Regions from separate parts of the Mus musculus genome. Here region 1 is linked to region 2. The links are chromatin contacts, called in public HiChIP or PLAC-seq maps. All regions are on one chromosome and are shown on one strand. The core of a region is the stretch at or near the end of the contact, and the rest is flanking DNA. Distances in the headings are between cores, read along the strand shown.

Evidence for each region. HiChIP or PLAC-seq counts read pairs in DNA pulled down with a chosen protein or histone mark.
Region 1: an HNF4G HiChIP or PLAC-seq map of pancreatic cancer cells shows a contact between it and region 2. The contact joins the promoter of Vill here to the enhancer-like site in region 2. A contact is called at or near these places in 5 of 115 datasets of contacts at active chromatin or transcription factors (double positive thymocytes, embryonic stem cells, extraembryonic endoderm stem cells and 2 more) and 3 of 9 other capture datasets (adipose tissue, liver and pancreatic islet).

The regions. Positions count from the first base shown.
Region 1 is chr9:119,049,425-119,057,060 of GRCm38.p6, reverse strand. Vill (villin-like) reads right to left here and starts at 4,283. Exons shown (of 20, transcript NM_001164567.1): 1 at 4,233-4,283.
Region 2 is chr9:118,998,202-119,004,948 of GRCm38.p6, reverse strand. The region is part of intron 1 of Ctdspl (CTD (carboxy-terminal domain, RNA polymerase II, polypeptide A) small phosphatase-like); the gene reads right to left. Among named protein-coding and RNA genes, the nearest start is that of Gm33645, 24 kb to the left of the region's middle. Within about 2 kb of position 2,523, at least 95 of the 459 cell types and tissues checked have an H3K27ac peak or open chromatin away from gene starts, as enhancers often do. A contact at or near this core is called in adipose tissue, extraembryonic endoderm stem cells, pancreatic cancer cells and 1 more, where this site is marked.

The sequences.
Region 1 (7,636 bases), core at 3,034-5,533, 50 kb before region 2:
CCTAAGGGCAGCAACTACACAAAGGTCTGACAAAGTTGGAAACAGTATATAAATAGATACAGGGTCTGCACAGGGCAGCGGGCTACGGCGGTGGGGCCTTTACAAGCCGGCATGTCTTCCATAGACTGATGAAGCATCGTACAACTCAAGGGCCCCGGAGAGAGATGAGTTCTCCAAACAGGGACCTTTCATGTATACAAGGATAACATCCACATACACAAAGAGAGCTGTGGAGAGACACAGGCACTACCCAAGGAAGGTCAGATAGGCCTGGCAAATAAGCAAAGACTGGAAGCTGAGAAAGAGGTTCTGCAAACAGGTGTGGGTACTGTGGGTTCTGTGGGTACCGAGGAGCTCTGCATGGGAAAGGCCGTGCTAATGTGGCTAAGAAAGGACTCTGTTAAAGGGCAGAGTCTGAAGCTACGGACAAGCACATCAATACGCAAGGCTCTGCAGGAGGGAGCCACCACAAAAAGGCCCCCTAGACAGACAGAGGCAGGCAATTAAAACCTGTGGACAAACAGACTAAATGCCCCAGACAGGGAGCTGGAACAGGTAGGGAAAAGAGTAGCAGGCTTTGCAAAGAGCTTTGGGAATCTGTAAAGAACCAAGTCCCGCAGTAGGGATCAGGGAGTTTGCAGAAGCGTAGAAGCTGTGTAAGCCTGTAGAGGCTCCTCTATAGACTGGGTCTGTCAACAGTGTTGTCTTTTGCAGAGAGGTATGAAGCTGTGGGCTGAGCCACAGGGAAGCCAGTGCTGTGTGCAAGCACATTCCCTCCAGACACACGCAGGATTATGAAGCAAGGCTAGGTTCTGTGAGGAACCCCAGGTCCTGCAAATAAGGGCTGGCCATATAGGTCAGTTTGGAGTCAGTCAAGGCTTTGTCAGTAGGGATGGGCCCTGTACACAGGTCCACAAGCAAACAGGAGCATACAGACAAGTAGAGACTGCAAACAGGGATGAGGTCTACAGAGACACGTGGATGTTCCCAGATAAACACAACCTCCTTCCAATGAGAAACTCTCCATTGGGACAAACTGAAAGACTGGCTACCCAGGTACCCAGGTAAATTCACATAGGCTGTGCAAAGCGGGGGAGGTTCTGCGATCCGGTCATAACCATCCTGCAATGAGGGGAGGTATTCCAGAGAGGCGCTTTGTGTCCCACCCTATGATGGCTATCCCCTCCCAGTTGGCGCGTCCTCAGGAATTTCATTCTGGAGGGAAGGGAAGGCTGAAGCCCTGGAAATGGCTGGAGGAAGAGTCTGTCTCCCAAAGAGAGCTTTCACACAGGTCTGACAAGGTGAGGCCACCTTGCAGGACCGCCTGGGTCAGTGATGGGCAGGACCACGCTTTGAGCAGGGCTGCTCAGTTATGCAAACCTGAGTCCTCCTTTTAACTCTCAACCTCGCAGCAGGACTCAGGGTGGGGCTCACTGCACTATTTGTTTCTTTTCTCAGTGTGGCCACATCAGTCACATTTCCTTTTTATGCTTTTCATTATTGTGTGCTTGGTTAGTTAGTGTGGTGAGCGTGGGTGTCCGTGGTTAGTGTGGTGAGCTTAGGTGTCTATGGTTAGTGTAGTGAGCATGGTTGTCTATGGTTAGTCTGTTGAGCTTGAATGTCTATAGTTAGTCTGTTGAGTTTGAATGTCTATAGTTAGTGTGGTGAGCTTGGGTGTCTATGGTTAGTGTGGTGAGCTTAGGTGTCTATGGTTAGTGTAGTGAGCATGGTTGTCTATGGTTAGTGTAGTGAGCATGGTTGTCTATAGTTAGTCTGTTGAGCTTGAATGTCTATAGTTAGTCTGTTGAGTTTGAGTGTCTATAGTTAGTGTGGTGAGCTTAGGTGTCTATGTAGTGAGCATGGTTGACTAAGTGCAGCCTGCAGGCCTGTCAGCGATTAGGATCTAGGATCTGACCCACAAAGTTCTGATGACATTAGCATGGAGGGGACCATTGTCCCTAGACAGGGACAGGCACCATAAGCAGACAAAGCTTTGCAGACGCCTAGACAGGGGTGCTGTCTGCTCTGCAGCCAGGACAGGCTGTGCTAGCGCGTCAGCACCTGGAATAAAAGCAAATCTCATACAGTGGGCAGTGGGGGCAGGGGCACTGTTGAGAGATCTAGATTGAAAACTGGAACCTGCTCCACGGGTGCTACAAACAAGACAAAAGCTCTGTCAACTCAGGACAGAGACTGCATAGGACTGTGACGGATTCTGCAGCAGGCGACAGACTCAGGTGACCTGAGAAGGTTGGGTCAATGAATCATAGGCCTTCCTGATCCAGCCTTGAAAGATGGCTGAACTCTATACACAGGCTCTGCAAATTCCTTGCTCTGAAAATCTGAGTGTGGGGATGGGGTGCAGGGGGTGTGGGGTCAGGGTGCAGGGGGGTTGTAGGGGTGGGGTACAGGGGGCTGTGGGGTCAGGGTGCAGGGGGACTGTAGGGATGGGGTGCAGGGAGCCACGGGGATGGGACGGGGTTCATTCTGTTATCACTATCTGTTATCTCTTCACTGTCCAGCCCTTTGGAAACCGCAAGCAGCCACGAGTTGGATGGGTGTGTAGTTGAAGTATTTTGTTTTTCCTCAATGCAACTTCCCACATCTAACTGAAGTCCTGGCAGCTCGCTAAGCAGACACAGTCACTGGGTTCTGAGTCTCCTGAGTGGGTGGCCCTGGTGCAGCAGTGACTGACTTCCTTTCTCTTAATTTGAACATCCAGCTCTGCTCTACCATAGCAAGAACACCCTCAGACCCGCTGCCCCATGTGACCGTGAGAGGACTTGGCGAGGTAAGAGTTACAGAGCCACAGGTGCCTGAATTCTTTACTCCTTTGTTTAGGGCCCCTGAGGGCTAGGCTCAGGACAAGGTGGCCTGGAAAGAGGGTGTGGCCGGGGGACTGTCCACACTGAGTCACAGCAGAGGAGGCTGTGGGCTGGGCATGTCATGGGAGAGCCTGTGTGCTGTTAGCATGGCTCTCCCGACATGGAACAGAAGGAGTCCATAGATAGTTGTTGATTGACCAAGGGAGTCACCAGGCGTGCCAGCAGCACCTCTAGTTGAGGTCATTGTGTGACAATGACATATATGATGGATGGGCACAGTGGTCACACAATGGTCCTTTCCAGCAACGGAGAACATGGCACACCATGGTGGGTATAGTGACTTGCAACAGGACCCTTCAGCAAGGACAGAGTCTATACATCAAACCAGCTACAGGAAAATGATTAGGGACCCAGACAGACAGAGACCCGAGGCACAGAGCCAGAAGGTAGTGGCCAGGTAGCTCTAAGGGCCACAGTGGAGTGGGAAGGACACCGTCCAACTTCGGGGCCACAGAGAAGAGGAGGGCATATTGGCAGCTGGAAGCAGTGTCTAACCTGGCTTCTCAGAGAGGGGCAGCAGTGGCCCAGGGGTGGCTGGGAAGGAGCCCCAAAACCCACAGCCTGGAGAGTCAGACTGGAGCTGAGCCCCCATCCCTCTTGCTAGAGGAGGCAAGAGAACTTTAAAGCACGGGGTGTCTTTACTCCTCTTACACTTTGTGTTCCCTCCCCTCCCGCTAGAGGTTTCTTCTCTTCCCACGGAGTCACCCGTGGCTCACGAGAGCCCCAGCCCATGTGTGTCCCCTTTTACCAGTACATCCCCCATGGGGACCCCATCTCCCCCACCCCCTGCCCTCCTAGAAGCCCTCTCATTTCCCAGGGTGAAGTTCCTTTCTCTCCGACACTGGCTTTCTCTCTGCCCCTCTCCGCAGGGGCTCTAACCCACTGTGTGTGTGTGTGTGGGGGGGAGGGGGTCCCAGTCTCCTTGGCGGCCAGGCCGCTTGTCTTGTCGTTTGTCGCCTTCCTTCAGGTGACCCTTCTCCCTTCCAGCCGACCCCTCCTCCTGAACAAGGTGTACTTGAGGGTAGACCTCGAGATTCCTTTGCTTAACTTCCAGGAAGGGAGGGCATAGCCTGCTGGAGGGTCGTGAGTCAGGCGAACTGACTCTGGGGGGTGACAGAGAGCCCACCCACGCAAAACCCGCCGCTTCTTCCTCTCACGCTGGCTTGCCACAGTGGTCCTCCTCCACCCACGCGCAGATAGCCAAGCGTTCTCACCGTGGGGCTGCCCTCAATCCTACCAGCCTTCAGCCGCTGTATGATCCCCGAGCCCTAGAACGCCATGCCTTCCCTCTGCGTTCCCAGCAACCCCTCTACCGGGTCCCCCACCCCCACCCCAGTCCAGGCCTACCTTCTGGGAACTGCCTCTGCACCTTCCTTCACTCAGCCTGTGGGCAACACTAGGCCCCTCCCTCCGAACTGTAACTCAATCCCAGCTCCCGCCTTGCAGGACACACCCCGTGCTCTGTGCAGCATGGACAGGGAGGGCATTCAGAGTTAGTCAGTCAATAAATATTGACCAAGCCGTCTGGGAGCCAGCCCCCTTCCCGTGGCCTGGTAGATTACTTCTTCGGTACCAGTGGGCAGAGAAGGCTAGGGGTGGAGGCCTGATCAAGGCTGAGGTGGACTGTGGAATACACCGATTTCTCATTGGGGAGCTCAAGTGGGCAACCGCCCCCCTACCCCCGCGGGTTGGGCTCCTTTTGGATCTAGAGGTTCAGACCACCATAGTGAGTCAAGTGATATGAAGGTCATTTTAGGAGGTGGAGGAAACGCCCGGGGCTGCCTCCCAGAATTTCTGACCCCGACCTCCCATCTCGGGCTGGCTGCCCAGCACAGAGGTCCCCAGGGAGCCTGATATCCATCGTGGGAGAGGCCGGTGGAGTCTACAGCAAGGAGATCCCTTCCACACCCTGGCTGCCCCTCTGTTACTCCTGATTGTGGGATAGGAGGACGCTGGAAATAGAACCTTCCAGAAATGCCTGGGACACAACTTTCCTTTACCTCCTGCCTGTCACAGCACAGATCTCAGTCACAGCCAGCGTCAGCCAGCACATGCCTTCCCTTCAACCCCACTAGATCCTGCCTGCAGACAGTATGCAAGACCTCTCTCTGCAGCGGATTCTTCACTTACAAAGTCTCATGGCTCAGGACTAGACACTCCAGAAACTCTGGGCCAGCCTGTGCCCAGTGGTCAGTGTGTGTATGTGTTTTATTTTGCTTTGTTTTGGTCAGACAGTGTCATACTGTATAGCCCAAGCTGTCCTGAAACTCACAGTCCTCCTGCCTCAGCCTCCTGAGGGTTGGGATAGACAGATGGACATATGCAAGAGACACGGTTGTGGGTTAGCTGTGTGTAAAGGAAGCCTGTGTCACGAGGAACTTGGCTAGTCCTGTGTCTGGCTCACAGTAGAGAGTGTTGGGCTTCCTCTGTGCTCTCAGTCACCTGTCCCCTGTCCCCATGTCCCGTGTCACCATCCCCTTTCCCCTTTCCCAATCTGCTGGACTCTCACTTCTGTGTGGCCAGTGTTGGCTGGTTCCGGTAACACCTTCCCCTTCTTCTCTCTCCATCTGTCTCTTCTGGGGTCTCTAAGGGTCAGCGTGTACACAGCCCAGACCTCAGTCCCTCTCCATTGTCCACTTTACTTGCAAGTTCCAGGCCCAAGGGTGAAAGACCCCTGGTTTCCCAGCCTCTTCCCCTCTCTCATCCCCCGACCCCCCACCTAAACATGGTCTTCTCCCTGGACTGGGTAGTCACATTGCTTCCTGCATACTGCCCTGCTCTGGGAGCCAGCTTCAGCCAGTTGGTGGCATGAGTCACCCTCTGTCTTGGCCTCCCTGGTCCTGCATCTTCCTTCTCACAGCCGCCAGAGGGACTTGGATTACATTTTTGTTGTTCTTGGATTTATTTATTTATTATTCTGTGTGTGTGTGTGTGTGTGTGTGTGTGTGTGTGTGTGTGTGAGAGAGAGAGAGAGAGAGAGAGAGAGAGAGAGAGAGAGAGAACTTTCACAGAAGTCATGGGGTGTGTGGAGTATGGAGGCCATGTGGAGTATGGAGGCCAGAGGGTCACTTGTGGGCTGGTTTCCTCCTTCCACTATGTAGGTCCCAGTGGATTTAACTCAAGTTATGAACTCCTTGAACAGCTGAGGATGACCACAAACTACTTAATGATTATCCTCCTCCAATACTGTGATCACAGTTTACCTTCAGGCCTGGTTCGTTCCCCTCCCTCTCTCCCTCCTCCCCGCTCTCTCCCTCCTTCCCCCTCCCTCCCGCCCTCCTTTTTTCCTTTGAGACAAGGTCTCTCTATATGTAGCCCAGGTTAGCCTCATACTTGTGGCAATCCTCCTGCTTCAGCTTCAGAATGCTGTGATTATAGGAGTGTGCTAGCATTTCCTCCTCCAGGGCCCCACTCATAGTTTTACAACTCATGGTAAGATACGGCCATGCCTTGATATCTGTAAGAAGACTAATTCTGTTCCCCCACGGATATAAGAATGGAAGGCTGCTTAAGCCCGTCACACAAGATGATGAGCTAGTGCTTACACATGGCTCCCTCAGCCTTCCCTACATTCTCAGTCATATCTAGGCCACTTACTGAAGACAGAGTAATGCTGTACACAGTTGTCACACCCAGGGGACAGACAAGGAAAGCAGTCTAACCAAGTTTAGTAATCATAACTTTCTCTCCAGTGGCTTTATTGAAGTTAATCAAATCCACGGCTGTGGAACCTGCAGATAGAGAGAGACAACTGAATACTTCAAGTCTGTCGCTCTCCTGGATCCCGTGGGTGTGGCGGTGGGCTGGAAAGGAGTTAGGCAGATGAGCAGGGGCCGACCATCATCAAAATACATTGTGTCCTTGTTTGGAATCTTAAAGTGCATATATCACATTAAAGTAATAAGCCAGGCAGTGGTGTAGCACACCTTTAATCCTAGCAACCAGGAGGCAGAGGTAGGTGAATCTCTGTGAGTTTGAGGCCAGCCTGGACGACAAAGTGAGTTCTAGGACAGCCAGGGCTATATCTTGGGGAAAAACAAAACAAAACAGAACAAACCAACTCCATCTTGGGGAAAAACAAAACAAAACAGAACAAACCAACTCCATCTTGGGAAAAAACAAAACAAAACAGAACAAACAAACAAAAAAAATCCAAACCAAAACTGGAACTTGCTTTGTAGAAAATTCTTATTATTTTTATTAATTAAAACTAAAAACCATCCTAGGGCTAGGCATAGAGGCGCCTACCTACAATCACAGCACCTCGAGGTAGAGGCAGGAAGATTGCAAGGTCCAGCCAGTGTGGGCTACAGAGTGGGCTCCACTTTCAGAAAACAAAACAAAACAAAAATATTTACCCTGACAGTTTTTCGTTGTTTTGCTTTTTGAGACAGAGTCTTACTGTGTTGACTAGGCTGGCCTCCCACTCACAGAGATCCCACAACCTCTGCCTCCTGCTTGCTGGGACTAAAAGTGTGCATCACCCTACATCTTTAAGTGTACAACTCTGTGGCACAGGGACACTGTCAGCAACATCCACACACATCTCCACCTCCCCAGCTTGCAAATAAGAACTTGATGGGGCTGACAGGATGGCCCAGCAGGTAGAGCACTCACTGTACATGCATGAGGACTTGTGTAAGCTGAGTGTGGTAGCTCACACCTTAGCCCAGCACTGAGGCCGGGGTGGAATGGGGCGGGGAGGAGACAGGAACCTAAGGGCTCACTAGGTGAGGTCTAGGTTCAGTGAG
Region 2 (6,747 bases), core at 1,274-3,773:
GGCTGGAAAACCGGTTGAGGACATTTGGACATTTGACACTGACCTCTGACCCGAGCACTCGAGTGCGCACGTGTACGCGCGCGCACACACACACACACACACACACACACACACAGACACATTCGTGAGTGCTTAAGAGCACATGTACACATGTGCACAAAACAGTAAACAATAGACTTCCCTCAAACTAAGCACTCGTCAGGTACCGGGAAGGAGGAGGGAACCCCAGTTTCAGTCCTCACTTGTCAGCCATATGACTTCATCCACCTAGAGATCACCACCAGGCAAAGAACAACAGCTCCCGCCACGCTGCGCCTGCGGCAGCTTAAAACAGAATCAAACCGACAGCTGACCTGGGCTCCGTACAGCAGCGACTCGCCGTGCACTGTGAGAATTTAGCCTGTAACCAGATGACTGTGCTCACGGAGACAGCCTGGCGTTAGGAGAAAACATGTAGGCAGACCCATTTTGGTTTGGGTGATGTAGATTCCAAACTTAGAACACTAAGTGGCCCCTTCCAGCTTCACCTCCAGCGCAGAGAACATTTTGGGATACACAAACATCGGTATAAAAGGCAGCGAGCAAAACCTATCTGCTTTGCATGAGGCTCCTGTCGGACCTTGACCTCAGGTCCTTCCTAGGACATCATGTATGAAGTGTGTCATGAAGTGTTACAATCATGGAATCCACGAGGAGCGTCTCCAAGGCTGGCCATGGGGTCGGTGCTCCAGCGTCCCAGTGAGACTAGTGTGAGTCTTGGCTGAGTTTATGCCAGCGGGGGAGGCTACAGTGGAGTGGCGTCTACACAGGGCGAGGGCAATTTCAGCCAGTGTTTTATGTTTCCTGATCCTCTGGTGTCCTTACAGTTTCCAGAAATGTTGAAATGTCCCCAGACCGGCCACATGCCACATAACCACAGGCCTTCCATTTTCTGTAGACAGGATCAGGCTGAGAAGTTTCGGGACCGCCCACCCTGGCTTCAGGACCTTTGGGGTCTGCACGCACGCAGGCTTTGCGTGGTCGCCACCCTGCGTGGCTACCACATGGCTTTGTTCCTTCCTCCCCTCCGATCTGACTCACATGTCTTAGCTGCCGCACCTCTGCACTGCTGAGGGACAGTTCAGGGGGTGTAACCGCAGAATGGCTGGTGACTGATAGATCCTGGGAGGGGGGGATTCACTGTCTTCAGATGTGACCTCACCAGGTCCCGATGAACATCTCCAAACCCACGGTCACACAGGGGACACTGGCTTGGCTCAGTGAGTCACAGAGCCAGATGAACAGACATGAACATGAGAGGCTTGTGGGGAGAACAGGGGTGTGGGGCAAAGGGGGTCCAAGAACAAATTTAATTACAAGTAAGGAGTTTGGGACAAACAGCAGCATCTGACTTCGCTGCTTGATGTAAGCACCTCCATGTTAAGTTCCTCTCCATGAAGGACATCTTCGCAGCAGCAAACACTAAGGTCTGCCTTTAGTTCCCATGACGTGAGGCTTGCCTCTCTCTGGCATGGGGCTGGATTCCCCGGGACAGCACAGTCCAGAGGAAAGTCACACATTACTACCCAGGCACCTTCGGTTAAGCCGACTACAGACGTCCCTAGGTCTGTCCGTGCATTTAGCAAGGAGCTTCGGGGTCATCTTGACAAACGTCTCTGTGCCCTCACAGCGGAGCACTTCCAATATCCATCCTTTCTCACAGGATGGCTTAGAACTCCAATGAGTCGACTTATCAAACCTAAGTAATCCGTGTGGGGGTGGGGGCTGGCTCAGTGGGTGGGAGCAATCACTGGGCAAGCATGGGAGCTTACATGCCTAGCACCCATTTCAAAAGCAACGGTAACCCCAGCCCCATGAGGGATGGAGACAGGATGCTTGCTGAGGCTTGCTGCTGCTAACTAAGCTCCAGGTTCAGACCCTGTCTCTGGGGAATGAGCAGGATGCCCAACATTCTCCCTAAGGGAGGCAGATGTACCTGCATACCACCACCACCACCATCACCACCACCACCACCACCATCACCACCATCACCACCACCATCACCACCATCACCACCACCATCACCACCATCACCACCACCACCACCACCACCACCACCACCACCACCACCACCACATGCACAACAGCGATCCATAGCAGATCTAGATCAATAAGCTCCGTGCCCAGCATTCCTGTGGATGCTCATACAGTTACAGCTTCGGCATGAAACATCAACCGTGCCTTAAGTTAGGGCTGTGGCTTCACTCACAGGACCGCCAGAGCAGAGCACATTAACTACTGCCCTAAAGAGACGACCGTACTACTGCTGAACTCACAACGACATCACACTGGAGAAAGCCAAGCGCCCTCTAGAACGGAGGGTGAGGCGAGCCCTTTCCGGAGGGAGGCCCACACAGAAATGAATGCACCATTTCTTCCCTCCTAGAACGGGCTCCTATCTCTGGACCGCCTCCCAGGCCGCGGTCTGGAATGGGCGTCTGACAGGAAATTCTGGGCAGTGTACACATACATTACATTCCTTTCCCATCCCTGAAACAGCAGTCAACAAACGCAACTTCCCCTCTGTTGGTGTAACATGGGAGTGGAGAGAGGCCGGGCTGCAGACCACGGAGTTCAAAAGATTTGGTCTAGAGAAGAGTCGGAGATCACCGATCAGCCTCTATTTTATTTCCAGGAGATAAAATTCCCCAGGGAATTCCATGGGACAGTGTGAAGGAGCCACCTACGGGAACACCAATGCTGGCAACGGGTCCTCAGCAGTGAGGGGACCACTTTCTTCTCAGGTGACAGCTGTGTTTTTTTCTGTCCTGACTTAACACTTGTGGGGTGCGTTTATTTGAGGTCCTTTATAAAAGTCATCTCTGCTCTTCAAGGCGTGTGGCACAATCATAACAGACCCATTTCCCCATGAGGAACCAGAGCCTCCCAGACTCCCAGACACCAGGATTCCTGGCACTCTCCCCGTCTTTGCCTAGCGCACTCCCTGCATGCTGGGTCTTATTTCCAGGGACACTAGCTGCATCTGAGCTCTCACAGTTCACTTTAGAGTCACCCGTGAGACACAGTTGGAGCCAGGAGGGCACACAGTGGCCAGAACTGAATCCTTACTATCTGTACTGAGGCGCAGCCTCTCAGTGACGATGCCTATGAGCCCCCGCTCTTCCTTGTCTCAGCACTTTTCTGGGTTCTCCGTGACCAGGGACTAGTTAAACAAGCCAGGTTTGTGGGTTTGTGTGAGGCTGGGATCTGAGGTCTGAGCCATCACAGCACAGGAGCCATAATAACTAACAATGCAAAGGATTGAAGCACACAAGAGAAACACAGGTTACAATTTAACAGTAATCAAATAAATGGTGTTAAAAAAATAAGTCCCACTTTTGTGCTTATCAACGGAACAAAACGGCGCTATCCAGAGGAGGAGTGTGAAGCTTGGGAGGTACCGGCCTCGCCCAGACACTGCCCACTGCGTAACTGGCATCAACCTGTTTGAAAGGCAGAACAGGAACGCATCACACTCGAGGAGGCGTTTGTGATAATTAGTTTAACTGTCAACTTGACACAAGATGGTTGGGAAGAGAGTCTCACTGAAGGACTGTCTGGCCAGGCTGGCCTGTGGGCATGTCTGGGGGGCAGAGTTGTCTTGATTGCCTTAATGGGTATGGGACAACCCGGCCTGAAATCGAGGAACACCACTCTCTGGTGTCCCTCTGGTCTCTGGTGGCCCTGAACCATTTAAGAGGAGAGCAAGCTGGCTGAGCCACAAGCACGCATGCCTCATTCTCTCTCCTCTGGACTGTGCACGTGACCGGCTCTGACTTCCTGCACCTCTTTGCTGTGATGGACTAAAACTGGCACTGTGAGCTAGCATAAGCCCTTGCTCCCTTAAGTTGCTTTCCGTCAGGGTGTTTTACCGTGGCAATGGGAACAAAGCGAGAGCCGGAAAAACCGCAAGCAATGTGGAGGTCGGACGGAGTGGCTGCTGCTGTTGCAGTTCGTCATAACAATGGCTGCTGCAGAAAGCACTGTGTGCACAGATCGAGTCTTCTCCATGGGATGTGTGGCTAGCACAGACAAGCATCTCAGGCCTGTTACAGCCCTGCCTACATCAGCAGTATGGGCTGGATAAACTCTGGAAGGTGGGCTGTGGGGACCTTACCAGTCATGTTCACATTCCTGGGCCTAGAAATGCTGGTGTATCACAGGCCTGCCCGAGTAGCCACCGGATTAGTTATTTTCATGGCTGCGACAAAATGGCCAGACCAAGGCAACTGAAGGAAGGGAGTGTTTATTTGGGCTTCAGTTTCAGAGGAGCAAAGACATGGCATGTGGAGCAGGAAGCTAACAGTTCACATCTTCCAACCACACACGAGGCAAAGAGAGTGAGATTAAGTGTCATGAGGAGTTTAGCTGTGAGCCCCACCCCAGGTCCCCAACAGTAATATTTCTTCAGCAAGGCTGTTTCCTCTAACCCTCCCCAAACAAGTGTTCAAACACCCGAGACTACAAGGGCCATTCCCGGATGTTAATGACTGGGTCAATGAGCAGAAGACTGGAAGTAACCACAACACGAATAAGGAAGTGCTCCTGCAGTCTGTCAGGGGAGAGCTAGATCAAACAGTACCCACGGAGCCATCTCTCCAGCCCCCTCTCATAAACTACTAAGTCCCAAAACTAAAATAAAGCACACACACACACACACACACACACACACACACACACACACACACACACATGTTCATGTTCTATGTGCCGAGAGTACCCCTGGAAGGTTTGATAAAGAGCTGACAGGGACTGGGGGGGGGGCAGGGGGAAGGTTCATTGTTCATGGTATTGTAGGGTTTTGTATCATGTATTAAAGTAACAATTGCGCATTGCATGTTCATGAAAGTGTTAAGAATGCCGATATAGTATTGTGAACACTATTCGGCACACAGCCTTTATGTGGGCGTAATGTGTACATTATCTCTGTGTACTTTCTGTGTACATATGGGCTGGAGAGATGGCTCAGTGGGTAAGAGCTTTTGCCCATGAGCCTGAAGACCTGGGTTTGATGCTCAGAACCCATCTTGAAAGGAGAAAACAGTGTAGAGGGTTGTCCTTGGTGCTTGTGGGTAAGCTGCCAATGGGACAGTGAGCAATGTGCACGCTGGTGTCCACTCTGCTGGGCCAACAGGAGCCCCAACGCTGTCGTGCGTGCAGAGCACACAGCTTCTGCCAGTCTGAGAGGTGCCAAGTGTAGCTTGCTGAGTTCAATTTGCACCCTTTTGGGTGTCCTCCAAGCTGTATAGATGCCTGTGTGTTTTTTTGGGTGTTTCTATTTCTTTTGAGAATCATGGGAGTTGGGAGGGGGAACCTACACTTTGAGGGAGTCTGGTTTTTATATGCATTTTCCTTAGTTAGGTTAGGGATGATACGATGTTAGTATCACAGGTTCCTCTGTCATGCTGACTGTGCTGTGTGCTGGAAACAGCACCTGATTTAGACCTTCTAAAATCTGAGGGTGTATAGAGATGGATAGGCAGAATTTTTAAGTTTTCAGAGAGTCAACTCTAATAGCTTTCCCTCCCTCCCTCCCTCCCTCCCTCCCTCCCTCCCTTCCTTCCTTCCTCCCTTCACCCCTCCCTCCCTCCCTCCCTTCTTTTCTGAGGTGCTGGGGATCAAACCCAGGGTCTTACATGTAAGTAGTTACCACTTTTTTCAACGAACATGTTCCTAGCTACAAATACAACAATCTTTCAGAAATGGTTCTTTTCTACTCCAAGATGTTTATGTATGTATATATGTGTCTATAGTATCATTATAGTATCATTCACACACACACACACACACACACACACAGTTCTTTTCAACCCCGAGATGTATGTATGTATATGTGTGTATATGTGTAGTATCATTCATATATATGTATGCATATGTATGCATATGTGTGTATGTATGGATTCTTTGAGCTCACAGAGATCTGCCCACCTCTGTTTCCTGAGTGCTGGGATCAGAGGTGTGTGATACTGCACTTTGCTCTGCTAGTATGTTTTGTTTTTGTTTTTTTGTTTTTTCCCCGAGACAGGGTTTCTCTGTGTAGCCCTGGCTGTCCTGGAACTCACTTTGTAGACCAGGCTGGCCTTGAACTCAGAAATCCGCCTGCCTCTGCCTCCCAAGTGCTGGAATTAAAGGTGTGTGCCACCATGCCCGGCTAGTATGTTTTTAAAGTGAACATTTCTTTGTCTTTGGTTTCCCCTGTTTTTCAGGATACACCGAGGAGCCATTTTCTCTTAAAGACTAACCCAATCTCCCATTAGTTATTGAACAATCCATCCTTCAGCCTGTTGTTCTGTCCTGCAGTCTAGCCTAATCTATTCCCCTCCATGTGCCAGTAAGAACACGGCCTTGTGAGAACAGATTTATTGTCTTACATTTAATAGCATAGTCCCCCCTTTAAATTTTTATTTGAAAATGTCTTGGCCGGCCTAAACTTTTATACTTCCAGACAAATGTCAGAGTTACTTACCAAATTCTAAAACAAAATAGCACTGGGGATTAGTTGCCTTCAATTCATAAAATTTATATCCACCGATTCTAGTTAATTATATTTGAAGTTATAAACGAAGTTTCAAGTAAAGTTTCTTTAAAAATCAATTTGTTGCATTATGCCTAAGACTATGCCAAGGTTGCATGGCTCCGTCTACTGGTCTAAAAGAAACCAAATGATAACCGGGTTATGTTCTGTGTAACCACAAACAATACTTATAG